2 separate regions of the Arabidopsis thaliana genome follow, and region 1 is linked to region 2. A link is a contact called in public ChIA-PET data. All regions are on one chromosome and are shown on one strand. Each heading gives the region's core, a stretch centred on a gene start, on an enhancer-like site or on the middle of the called end of the contact. The rest is flanking DNA. Distances are from core to core; before and after follow the strand shown.

Region 1 (6,941 bases), core at 3,257-5,756, 68 kb after region 2:
AGTGTTGAGGTACTGACAAAAATATTTGCGTGCTATTGTTGTATTTATAGTATTGTTTTTGCTCATTTAACATCACTTTTCTATTCACTTTGGCAATTAGATACTTCTCGTATGAGCATTTCTATGTCATATACTGCAAGTTCTGGGAGCTGGATACGGATCACGATTTCCTGATTGACAAAGAAAATCTTATGCGATATGGAAACCATGCTCTTACCTACCGGATTGTCGACAGAATATTCTCCCAGGTTCTGTCTAAAAAACCTTGCTCTTTAATGCCTACTACTTGAAGATTTTATTTATATTGCTTCTATTTTAAGAGTTCTTTCCTCGTTCAAAGTTATTATTGCTCTTAAGATGCATTGGTTTCTTCTCAGGTTGCTAGGAAGTTCACTAACAAAGTTGAAGGGAAGATGGGGTATGAGGACTTTGTCTATTTCATTCTTGCGGAAGAAGATAAATCGTCAGTGCCTAGCCTAGAATATTGGTAAGTTGTGATAGAAGGGTCCGAAAGTTGCAGACAGATACCATTTTAAGTCTTTTATCTGACACAAGTATACGTTGGACTAGGTTTAAGTGCATAGACTTGGATGCAAATGGGATTATTACGCGAAATGAGATGCAATTCTTTTATGAAGAGCAGTTGCATAGAATGGAGTGCATGGCGCAAGAGGCTGTTCTTTTCGAGGATATCTTATGTCAGATGATTGATATGATCGGACCTGAGGTTCAACAATATATCTCTTGTTTTCTTCTTTCTATATTTAGTATAGTCACAGAAGTAGTTTGTGTTCCCAGTTTTCTTTCTGAGTCTTGTGATTTTGTTTTGTGTTTGATTGTTTTTTATTTCCTTCCACAGAACGAAAGCCATATAACGCTGCATGACCTGAAAGGCTCAAAGCTCTCTGGAAACGTCTTCAACATCCTATTTAATCTCAACAAATTTATGGCATTTGAAACCCGGGATCCATTCCTCATTCGTCAGGTACTAATCATCTAATTTACCTTGCTACTTCTTCACACCACCACATGCGTCTTATAACATTTCTAATGTCAAACGGAAACAGGAGCGAGAGAACCCTACATTGACAGATTGGGACCGTTTTGCACATAGAGAGTATATTAGGCTATCAATGGAAGAAGATGTTGAAGATGCATCTAATGGAAGTGCTGAGGTTTGGGATGAGTCGTCGCTGGAGGCTCCCTTTTGAGTTCATAAAGGTAAGTCAACGGAAAACCGTAGTGTCTAGAAGATAAAACTAGTGGAAAAGGATTAGAAAAAAAAGAAACTGAAAAAACTTTGATGTTGATGCTTGTGCAAATGTTATTATTTCATAATATAACTTAATCATGCAGAAGAGAAATGTAAAGTCCCTGAGAAGAACATTTGGAGCTTTGTTGAGGAAGGAAAGTGAAAAACAAACGAAAAGCCGGTAGTATCCTCTGTTGAATACCATACTTAGCTTGGATTTGTTTTCTAACTTCTCTTTATTTGTTAGCTGATTCTACAGTTATATTTATTAACAATCGTCTAGATTTTACAGTCTTCTTCACCTGTATTGCATTCACTTTGCTCTGATGTTTCTATCTCTGGGTGTTACTTCATCATCTCCAGATGTTGAGACTTGTGAATTTCAATGCTATAGTTCCTTTAATTTTTGGTTGGTTCCTGAAGACACAGGATGTCACTGAGATGAGAAGAGGTTGGTTGTGTTATTACTATTGATCTTGAAGTGATGTCTTTTTATTTGTGAAATTCTTAAGGAAAAGCCACTTTGCTCTGTTCAGTTGATCTTCAAATCTTCACATCGGAATCGGTTTAGTTGGTTTGCGGTTGCTCTGAACTGTTTGTCAACCAAACCTCCCTTTATTATACTGAAAACTCTTTGTGCAACAGATGAAGAAAAAAGGAGAGGAGTCTTATTATGTACATAGTGTGGAACTCGCAAAGTTACCAGAACCGATCTTTATTGACACTGAGATAACCAGACATGACTTTCCCACCCGTATTCCTCATACCATCGATGAGGAAACACCAAGTGGAACCCAATGCTCCGACGAAGAAATCAGCTTCTGACGCCATTAAGAAGTTAACCAGAGGATAGTTTGTGCTCATCTCTCTCCCGAGGCTCGCTTCATACTCAGCCATCGACTTATTACCGACTTGTCTTGCCACTTCCGTGTAATAGAATCTCCAGTGAGCATAATCTTTACTTCTGTCCACCACTTCCTTCATCTCTGTAGAGAGCCAGATCCTGTTGAGCTCTGGAAACCGATCTCTGATCCGATCAGCTAAATGCATGTACTCTTCTAAAGCTGCGACTCTCATCTCGCATGCTTTGTCTCCCATCCGTACGTGAACACTCAGCATTGGCCTTGGAAGCCACGGCTTGTGATCCGACCACACCTGTTCCTCAATCTCTGTCCTCATCTTCTTATTCTTCTTTCTCCAATCTCCAGCTGAAAGAACAATCTTGGCAGCTTCTTTTCCAAACGCGGAATTTCGAGCAATGTTCATCAAACCGCAAGTGTATTCTGTTTGATATCTCATCAAGTATCTCACTGCTTGTGCTCTCCACCATCTCCGATCCATTTTCCGATGATTGGAGATTAAACTTCCGTTGATTTCTGTAGTTGGCTTCATATAACTCCAAGGCTTACCCCATTGCTTTGGTATAGCCCCAGCCCAAATCTCCTTTGTGCTATAATTTTGTTTCCCTGTAACAATCCCACTCTCCCACGCTTCTCTCTTCTTCACAATCGCAAAGGCTCGTTTTCGACACTCTTCTGACGTTTCCTGTAGAAAATAGCAAGACCAGTTTCCACGAAAAGAACCTGCATCAAAACAAAAGAGAAACACCAAATCAAATCCAAAGTTTGGTTCTTATATACACTTTTCAGCGTCTAAAACATCTTGATAAGAAGATTAACCAAGAAGATGTAATTTGTGATAGTTGCTGCTATATGTTAGAGTGAAGACTCAAAGGATTAAAGCCTTTATGTACCTTTGCAACCATCATGATCTGCTCGGTTGTAGTAATTTGCAACAAGCACTCGGTTTTCATTTATAGCTATCGCGAGTAGACCAGTCATTCCAGCTATCTGAGCTCCTATTCCAAAACCAGGAAGTGTTTCCCAATCAGCTACAAGGAACTTGAGACTCTTGTTTCCGCAATCCAAAGGATGCTGATGAATCCATATATCTCTTTGCACTCTCCTCGTTAACGGATAATTCTCTTCATCTCCTCCACTGATCTAAAACACAAGCTTTTGATTGTTCATTCACCATACTAATTGCTTGATGACAAAGAACAAGAAAAAGAAGAAGCATACCCAAGGAGGAAGTGTCCAGTTCGCCAAACGTGTATCCAAACGCTCCCTAACTCGAGCCTTCTCCTCACAATTCTCCAAATGTGGACCATTTGGTACATCGGATTTGTTAATACCTACCTTCTTCAAGAAGTCTTCTTCATTTAGTAATAAATTATCCCAAGCAGAGACCAAAAGTTTCACTTCATCTTCTTCTTCTATCTCAACTTTGTTCTTCCATTTCAGTTTCCGGTCTATACTTGCAACCATATCTACATATCAACAAATTTTCATTACCAAAAACCAAAAAAAAAAACATACATAAGAAGTTACCAAAAATCAAAATCTTTGAGACTCACTGATGATGTGAGAGGTGGAGGAATTGCAAGGAGGAAAAACAGAGGAAGAGGAGGTGAAGGAGAAGGCGGCGAATTCGAAGGTGCCAAGAGAAGTGAGAGCAGCTAAGAAGAGTGAAGTGAGACAGATTCCACATAGAAACCCAACTACACATATTTGACATGGAAATGAATTTCCAAGTTTTAATGCTCTCTCTGAAACCACTCTTTCTAATGACTTCATGCTCATACTAACTCTAGTTTTTCTCTATATTGGTCACTAAATAACCAAACCCAATTTCTTCTCCTTCTATTTTGTAACTGAAATTTTTTCTTAAGAAAACAAAAGATTTTCTCGGAAAATGCTTTCTTTTGTAGCCACACTTTTACCAACTATCAACCAGAAATCACATGATATTTCTCCAACTTTTTGTTTCTTTTCTAAGACAAAAATATATCTTTTGTGGAAAAAAAGAAAGATCAAGATGGTTCTATCAAATTAAGTTTGTTTCCTACTTTCATCAGTGGTCCATTTTCTTCATTTCCTGCAACAGAGAAAATAACAAAAGGTAAATAAAAATTCTCATTAAAATAGATCAAACCATAATGCCATAAAGGAAAAAAAAAAACACCTTCAAAATCTGATGAACCTTAGTACAATTATCAGTCTTTCTAGCTGAATAAGGAAAAAAATTTGAATATTATTTAACAAGGAGAAAAGAAGAAGAGAGAGGAGAAACCTATGAAACGGATTGTTATACAATTATGGAGATATTAAAGGAGAGAAGAGCATAACCGTTGAGCGTATCTAGACCTCAATTATTTTAAAAACATTTTTGAACTGTATTTAAAATCTATTTTCCATTAAAAACAAAGGGAATTATGAATTTCGATGAAAAAATGACACTTGGATTATAAAGAGAGAAAGAACAAAAAGCCTTTTAACCAGCTGGTCTGAAAATGAGGCAGAGAATCATAACACAAATCCACTACATACAAGCAAAGAATCCACCCACAAAGAAATATCTGTGGACATTTGTTTACTTATAATTTTGTTGAAAATCATGGAAAGGGAAAGAAAAGAGAAAATGCATTGAGAAACTAACTTTGAAGCTCAGTTTCTTAGGACATAGAAGTGACAAGAGAGTTTTGATGTGAGCGAGGTTGTGTTTTGTTGTGTTGTGGCAAGACGTAATATTGTCACTCTTTTTGTTTTTTTAGTTTTCAGTTATTTATTTTGATGTTTGGTGAAGCAATTAACTACGATTCGTATGGTTCCATGAAAAAGTAGAAATGACTTGATTTAAAAGTTTAGTATAAAACACGGGATAATAATGAGAATTTCTCTTCTTTTTCTTCCTTTGCGTATCAACAAATTGAATGGAAGCCTTTCCTCGAAAAAAAAAAAACAATTTAAATCATTTTTAAAAAAAATATATAAAGCACACTTCCAATTGGACATAGGCCTAGCAAATACAATATTCTTTTTTTTTTTTTTCTATTTTATATCAGATATTATTTAGAGCTAAGACTAACCAAAAATGTGGGAAATTGTTTACATAAGTAACGTGAAGCGGTTCGACAATATTCAACAGTTACAAAACAGAAAAAATTCCGGTTACCGGAAAAAGAGAAGGCATAGTTGGATTTGGGCAGTGAAACGGAGGCAGCGAACAGATCTAATAATACTGTCGTATACAAAGCCCACTACTTTGCAACACAGCCACCAGAGCGACAACAAGGACCGGAGCATATGAATCCTGACGCAAATCTCTTATCAATGACCGGACCTGCACCAAGCTTTACGGAATAAATCCAGTTTCCGACTCTCGGCCACCCAATTTGGTCGATCCCCCAACCTAGCAAAATGACCACTCATTTCCAAGCCTCTGACCTCCAAAACCGTAGCTCTGAAAATCTTCCAGAAGCAAAGCAATCTTCAATCTCGTCCGATGGAGACAAAAACACGGCGGTTAGGGAAGGGTGAAGGCTCAGACAACCCCTCCACAACCAAATCCCGCATAAGCCATCTCAGATCCAAAACTGGATCTGCCGTTAAACATCAAACACGCACCGGAAACCCACCTATCCGCAGCGTCTTCCGCCACAACTACAGCTTCTATCCGATCGGTTGAGCCAAGAAAGACTCCACCGATCTTCACTGACATCCATAACCAGGAAGACTTGGAAGAGAAGCCTCTCGTCCGCCAAGAAAGGGCCACCGCTGCCACGCTAAACGGAAAAACCACACCACTCCAATGTCGGAGAAGTAAGCTTGCCTCACTCCTGCATCATCTTGCAAATCTAGGACCTACCATGAAGAACGAAGGTGAAAAACAAAGTAGATCTAAGAAATTGAAAAAAGCTTCAGAAAGAGAGAGAGAAATGAACAGTAGAGGAACGATTGTCCAAGTGAAAAAATATACCAACAATTTAAATCATGCCAACGGTATATTATTGTTTTATTTTTGATATCTTTGTGACATTTATTGTAGATCGACATTGTATCTCGGGGATGTAATGAACGTGAACTTTGATAATCAATGATTAAAACGTGTTTGGAAGCATTTTTCTTTAAGAGTATTATCCTTCTCAAACTTTGGGTTACACGAAATATCTCCTAAGATATGACAATCAAAGTACTTTATATTGTTCTAGGCTAGATACAAGAGAAATAAATAAAAGTTTTGTGTGTTTCACTAAAGATTCTCTCAATCTTTAGTTTCCTGAATCTCTCTTGTTCTCTCTTGTTTACTTTGTTTTTAACACAAGAAAACAGAGTTATATATGGTCGGAAAGTTATAACGTATGTTTGAAACCGTACATTTATAATATAACCATAAAATGAACAATTGCAATGGTTAAATAAATAACCGTTGATTTAAGTAGTTTACACTTAAATATCCAACACATAAACACATAAACCAAACTCATGCATAAATATAAATATATAGAATTTACATATTAGTAATATTACACATCCAAACTTAATTGACGATGTGCATCTTACGGATTGAATCCTTCGACTCATTTGAACACATGAAGATAAAACACACACGAATTCACCCACTAGTCTAAGCGTTTAGCCTTGACACTATTATAAGTTATGTGTCCTTATCCTTTTTTGAGTGTATACAAAGATAAGTCCGAGCTTTTTGAAGCCGCTACACTTCAAACTCATATAGGTAGATCTTTTAATCTTTTGCACCTGCAAAATGTAATTTTTCAAAAGATCTATTAAGAAGAAAAGTTTAACCTAACATTTTCTTGGAGATCGAAGCACTTACTTTGGGATGA
Region 2 (7,034 bases), core at 184-2,683:
CGAAGCATAAAAGAACCTAAAGCAAACAAAAAATCCAATCTTTTTAACTTGTTTTAAGAAACCGTAAACTGCGAAAACCGAAGAAAACAAAATCTAACTAACCTCTTAATCCCATTGATCCTAGCAGCCTCAATCATATTGAAACTAATCATAGTATTATTATACATAATCACAGAGTGATTACTCTGGATAAAACCCATACCACCCATATCAGCAGCTAAGTTAAAAACATGATCAACTCCTTCAGTAACTTTGAGACAATTCTCCATAACCCTAAGATCAACAAGATGGAACTCATCACAGAACATGTCTTCAGTCATGTGTTCATTCTTTTTCCAGTCAGAAGCAATCACGTAATGACCTTCGTGCTTCAAACGACGAGCAATGTGAGATGCAATGAAACCTCCAGCTCCTGTTATTGATATCTTGAGATTCTCAGATGGCCAATATTGCTCTCTTTCTAGCTCCTTGTATGTGTATGCTCCATAGTCTGTTCCATTGGTAGTTCCCATTCTACATTAACAAAACAAATCTGTTAAAAACAATAAGATCTCTCATGCAAAAGCTAGACATCACTGTAGAGTCCTAATTTGTGATAAATTTCTATAAAAAAGATTTGGGATTTAGAGAGTTTTGACAGAGGTAAGATTATTGATGCATTGGATTCCGGCGTAAGTTAGCGAAAAACACAAAACTGCGAGGCGTAAGTTAGCCAAAAACACACAAAATTGCAAAACAAATCTGTTAAACACAATAAGATCTCTCATGCAAAAGCTAGAAATCACTGTAGAATCCTAATTTGTGATTAATTTCTGTAAAAAGATTTGGGATTTAGAGAGTTTTGACAGAGAATGCATTGGATTCGGTGTAAGTTAGTGAAAACACACAAAATTGCGACGCTTAAGTTAGCCAAAAACACACAAAATTGCAAAGAAATATGTTAAACACAATAAGATCTCTCATGCGAAAGCTAGAAATCACTGTGGAATCCTAATTTGTGATAAATTTCTGTAAAAAGATTTGGGATTTAGAGAGTTTTGACAGAGGATGCATTGGATTCGGCGTAAGTTAGCGAAAAACACAAAATTGCGAGGCGTAAATTAGCCAAAAACACAGAATTGCGAAATTCGGATCTCAGAGAAGTTTTGATTCAGGAATCTGGGATTTTAAAACCCTAGATTAGTGGAATTGTAAGGAAGATTGGATCTTTTACCTGAGGAAGGTTTTGGAGAGTTGGAGAGATCGAAGAGATAATGCAGAGAAGAGTCAGAGATTTGAGGAAGAGGAAGAGTAAACTTGTATTTATAGAGAGAGAACAGAAGAAGATGAAGAGGAAGATGGAGAGAGCAACACCACTCGTTGTTTTAGTTTTCCAACTCCTATTGGTATTTGTGCCTCTTTCTGTTAAATTTATTTTATAACTAATAAAATCCTTCGAAAAAAAAAATTAATACTTCTTTTGTAGAGAGTTTTTTAGAAAATAGGAGATTTTATAGAAGATTTATTACTTTTTATTAGGTTTGATGATTTATATTATGCATATTATTTTTACTATTTGTTGAATCGTATTTAGATAGATAATAAGAAATGTTTTAGTTTAGAAAAAAAAAAAAACTAAATATTTTCTTTATTGGTGCACCAAACAATTTCATAATTTTTTTATTTTCTAGCTTCAATATATAAAAATATTTGTAAATAATAAATATATGTATATTCTATATATTAATTGAGAAGTTTTTTTAATAAAATATTTATATTGGCGTGTTATTAACGAAACCGTCATGTTGTGATTCTAATCCATTTAAATAATTGTCCAAATTTTACTAGATTATTACAGATTTTTCAATTAGTCTTATTCATACATATATATAATACACATTAAAAGGAAATTCTTATAAAATTCAAATAATTAAGCAATTAATCTTTAAATAATTATTATTTTGAGAAAAATTACTTTAATTTTTGTTATTTTCTAATTAACTAAAACACTATTTAACATATTTTGTATTTGCAAATAATAGTACATCTTCATATATTAAGAAATGTGTTGTAATAAATTTTTATTAAATATATAATTATTTTGTTATTTTAGTGATATATACTGTATTGAATAATTATAATGTACACATAAAAATATAAAATATTATTTATGTTTGTTTATGACATAAGAGCAACCATAAGTCCATTTTTGGAGTTTGAAACTGAAGAGTAAATTAGAAAAAAAAATCTTAAATTAAAATATAATATAAGTTAGATTGATGTTAAAAATTATTTATATAGTTATAGTATATATATAACCTAAACTATATTAGTTGGTTGAAATATTTGAAATAATAATGATTTTAGTAGTATTTTAAAGTTCATAACAATCAAACGGTCGAACCGAGATCAAACTGATTCGAGTTAATGGTCAGGTAGATTTTTATTAAACTTGTAAACTATCAAACCGTATATAAAACCATTAAAATGATTAAATACGTTTGCGAGAAATATAAATATTTAGAGATAGGCGTAATTCTCATTCAATTTTATCATGTTCCATTATATCTTACTCGTTCTCCAATTTATTTCTCATAAGAGAATGCATTTCTAATATGAGAAAAAATTTGTATTCCGATTAGAAACAGAACGTGATGGAAGCAAAAATTCTCTATATCCTGTTTGGGACAAACACAAATATAATTCATGTATATTTTTATATGATATGATATAATAAAAATATTACAAAATTAATTGACTTCTTTCTTCTTATTGTTTAATATTTTGTTCATAAATATTAAATTACATTTGTTTATTTTTAAATTTTAACTATTATAAAGCATACTATAATAACATTTATTATTTTGAGCATTTTTATGCTGTATAAATTGAAAACACATGTTACATATTTGATTGCAAACGTTAATTTGCTTAAATTGTAACTTGTTGTAATCTAAAAGCTATGTTTTTATCCCGTGTTGGCTCCTTCTATGTCGTTCCTTTTTCGTCATTCCTATTCTCGTTATATTACATTAAATATCATGTTCCGAGTTCATTTTTACTTATCTTTAAACACAATACCAGATACAGCTGTAACTTTTGGGGATTAACATATGCTTTGTTAAAATTTGTAAACATACCATAAATTAAAACATGAAAACAAATTGAAAAAATAAATGATCTATCAACTATAATATGTCATACTCATACATTTGTTCTTGTGTACGTGCACATATATGAAAACAAAATTATATTTACTATTTAATATAAATAAATAAACACCGACTTGATATATTATCTCAAATCCAGAAATCCTCTTGTTGATATAATATATAATTAATCAAATATATATATTTGAATTTATTTGATAAACTTTCTTAACTTCAAGAAACAAATCTTAACAATATCATAAAACTAAGAGATAGTTTAATGTGAATAAATTTAGAGAATTAGTTTGAACTAATTGCAAAAACTGTGTAAATTTAAAAATAGCTTGTAATTAGTTAAATTAGTCATCTTGATCTAAATTCAATAGTTCCTTAAATTTGCATTAAAATTACAACATTGGTATTTAAATTTATTTTAATGTTATTTCAAAAAGAAAATAATCAATTCTAGAAGAATGTGTATTCCAAAATCTTGTAACAATTTGATACAAAATAAAATAATTTATTTGATTTGAAATTGAATAATTTATCTGGCTCTAAATAAAACAATCAGATATATTAATTATTATAATTCTTTTTAAAAAATATATTAAAAATTTGGGTTAATTATATATTTAAAATAATGAAACTACCCGTTTTTAAAAACAAAAAAATATATTCTAAAACTTTATATCATTGAAACTCTAATTAAATGTTAAAATATTTTAATATACCCTGGAAATATTTTCTAGATATTTAGAATCCAAAAAATAAGTTTTTGAATAAGCTGTATTTTAAATGATAGAAGTATTTCGTTTAGATTATATACGACAAATATAATAAATGTTTTTTCATATCTGAAAAATCATAATTGAAAAATCTTTTTTGTCATGTATACAAATGAGATTTAATTAGCATAGTTTTGTTAAGGAAGATTTTAAAATCTAAACGAAATGATAATTTGTTATTAGATTGCCATATTCGAAAATATCTAATAATATCTTACGAAAATAATTTAGTTTACATATATGCATTTTTCAATTAAACATACAATATATTTGCATTTTTAAAGATATTTCTATATTTTAGTAGTTGTTAATTTACTAAATTACTCATGCAAAAATTCATTTACCTAGTTTTAAACTAGGGAGATTTGCAAAACTACTATTTTTTTACTACCCTTTTGCAACAATACCCTTTTATGTTGTCCATTTTTAAAAATACCCTTTCCTTTGAATAAAATGACCAAATTACCATCATCTAATAGAAACATGTAATTGGAAACTGAACTTTTCCCGCCAATTTTTTGGCGCCAAAATTTGTTTTTCCGGCCAAAAAAAAAGTTTCCGCCAAACTTTTTTCCCACCAAAAATAAAAAAAAATTCCCGCCAAAAAAACAATTTCCCGCCAATTTTTTTTTCCGTAACAGATTTTTCCTCAGCCAAAAAATGATTTTAAAAATCCTTGTAAATATTTTTTGGCGGCAAATAGATTTACATGGGATTTTAAAAGGGTTTTGAAAGATTTAAAAGAGATTTTAAAAAGGTTTTACAAGATTTACAAGAGATTTTAAAAGAGTTTTTAAAGATTTACAAGGGATTTTAAAAGGGTTTTAAAAAATTTACAAGTAATTTTAAAAGGTTTTAAAATCCCTTGTAAATCTTTCAAAACACTTTTAAACCCTTTAAAAAGCTTTACAAATCCTTTGTAAATCATTTAAAGCCCTTTAACATCCATTGTAAATATTGTAAAACCCTTTTAAAATCCCTTATAAATATTTTAAAATCCTTTTAAAACAAATTTTAAACCCTTTAAAAATCTTTAAAAGATCTTTGTAAATCTTTAAAATCTCTTTAAAATCTCTTGTAAATCTTTTAAAACCCTTTTAAAATGCCTTGTAAACCTTTTAAAACCCTTTTAAAATCACTTGTAAATCACCCTTTTAAAATCCCTTGTAAATCTTATAAAACTCCTTTAAAATCCCTTGTAAATCTTTGAAAACTCTTTTAAAATACCTTGTAAATCTATTTCCCGCCAAAAAAAAAAAATTGGTCGGAAATTTATTTTTGAAAACAAAATTTGGCGGGAAATTATTTTTCGAAAATTTTTGGCGGGAATTTTTTTTTCGAAATGTTTTGGCGGGAAATTTTGTTTTAGAATATTTTAGGCGAAAAATATTAATATTTCATTTTGTTAACCTAAAACAATTTCCAAATAAGGGTAAAATGGTCATTAAAAATTTAAAGATGGTAGAAATAAATATGGATAAAATAAAAGGGTAGAGTTGAAAAGGGGCATCATGAAAAGGGCATTAGAAAGAATTTTTCTTTAAACTACCCTTACAATGTTGTAGTTCACAAAATGTTTACCAATTAATAGTATATATATATATATATATAAATATATATATATATATATTTCTTTAAATACAAAATATGTTATATACTGATTTAATTAATTTGAAAACGAAAATAGCATTACTTTATCTGATATAATATTCTTGAACATGTAAGCATATATTAAATTAATATATTGTAATATATTTATATAACTTTAATAAATATAAATATTGCTAGGTTCATAAATCCAAACTACATTTATGAAATTAATTCTCAAAACACAATCTTAATTGAGCCTATTATTTTAACAATAATATATTAATTCTCAAATTATGAAGGCAATCCAAATTTCCATTTAATCTTTTAAATCTTCATCAACTCTTTTACAAAGATGTATATGTGTTTGTGAGACCAGAAGAATCCGATGATAAGAAGCACCTAAAGGAGAGCTACTTGTGACTATGAGGGTCTTAAGTGTGCTAAACAAAGTTGAAGAACAAGCGCAAAGAGAGAATCTGTTCCATACAAGGTGTTTGATTAAGGGAAAAGTGTGTAGTTTGATTATAGATGGTTGAAGCTGTACCAATGTTGCAAGTGAGACTATGGTCCAGAAACTTGGTTTAGAGGAGTTTCCGCATCCTAGACCTTATAAACTGCAATGGCTAAATGAGAGTGGAGAAATGGCTGTTACCAGACAAGTTCAAGTGCCGTTAGCCATTAGGAAGTATGAGGATGAGATCTTATGTGATATTCTGCCCTTAGAAGCCAGTCTGATCGGAAAGTGATACATGATGGGTTTACCAATAGACATAGCTTTGAATTTAGAGGAAGAAAAACTGTTTTGGCACCTATGGCACCTCATGAAGTCTACTTGGATCAGCTTAGCATGAAAAAGGATCTCAAGCTGTTAAATCCAAAACTTCCGAGAGTAAACCAAAGGGGAGTACTAAACCTAATCTTTTGTTTGTCTTTAAAGAAAACTTATTGAATATAACAGCCTTGGAACCGGCTTTGCCGAGTAGTATTAAGTTTCTTTTGCAGGACTATCAAGATGTTTTTCCCGAGGAAAATCCAGAAGGTTTACCACCCATTAGAGGCATTGAGCACCAAATTGACTTCGTTCCAGGAGCTTCTTTGCCAAACAGACCAGCTTATAGGACCAATCCCGTGGAGACCAAGGAACTAGAAAAGCAAGTGAATGAGCTAATGGAGAGAGGCCATATTCGTGAAAGTATGAGTCCATGTGCTGTTCCAGTGTTGCTTGTACCTAAGAAGGATGGGAGTTGGCGTATGTGTGTTGATTGTAGAGCAATCAACAATATCACGGTGAAGTATCGACACCCTATACCTAGATTAGATGACATGTTAGACGAATTGCATGGTTCTACCATCTTTTCTAAAGTTGATCTAAAAAGTGGATATCATCAAATTAGGATGAAAGAAGGTGATGAATGGAAAACTGCATTTAAAACTAAACAAGGATTATATGAATGGTTAGTGATGCCATTCGGGCTGACAAATGCACCTAGTACATTCATGAGACTAATGAATCATGTTCTTAGAGCTTATA

The links. ChIA-PET counts read pairs in DNA pulled down with a chosen protein or histone mark.
Region 1: a contact with region 2 is called in an H3K4me3 ChIA-PET map of shoot, with 14 read pairs. The contact joins the promoter of AT5G28910 here to the promoter of GME in region 2. A contact is called at or near these places in 2 of 26 Hi-C or Micro-C datasets (root and seedling) and 2 of 2 datasets of contacts at active chromatin or transcription factors (seedling and shoot).

The regions. Positions count from the first base shown.
Region 1 is chr5:10,928,682-10,935,622 of TAIR10.1, forward strand. AT5G28910 (alpha-(1,6)-fucosyltransferase) reads right to left here and starts at 4,507. Exons shown (of 5, transcript NM_122775.5): 1 at 4,277-4,507; 2 at 3,669-4,189; 3 at 3,334-3,581; 4 at 3,006-3,250; 5 at 1,888-2,835. The coding sequence starts at 3,431. The coding sequence ends at 1,952. It overlaps AT5G28900 (Calcium-binding EF-hand family protein), which reads left to right. Exons shown (of 13, transcript NM_122774.4): 7 at 1-9; 8 at 101-248; 9 at 378-487; 10 at 571-727; 11 at 860-985; 12 at 1,068-1,221; 13 at 1,357-1,781. The coding sequence ends at 1,211. It also overlaps the pseudogene SADHU4-1.
Region 2 is chr5:10,863,513-10,870,546 of TAIR10.1, forward strand. It overlaps GME (GDP-D-mannose 3',5'-epimerase), which reads right to left and starts at 1,434. Exons shown (of 7, transcript NM_122767.4): 1 at 1,214-1,434; 2 at 103-513; 3 at 1-16. The coding sequence starts at 512. It also overlaps the pseudogene AT5G28845.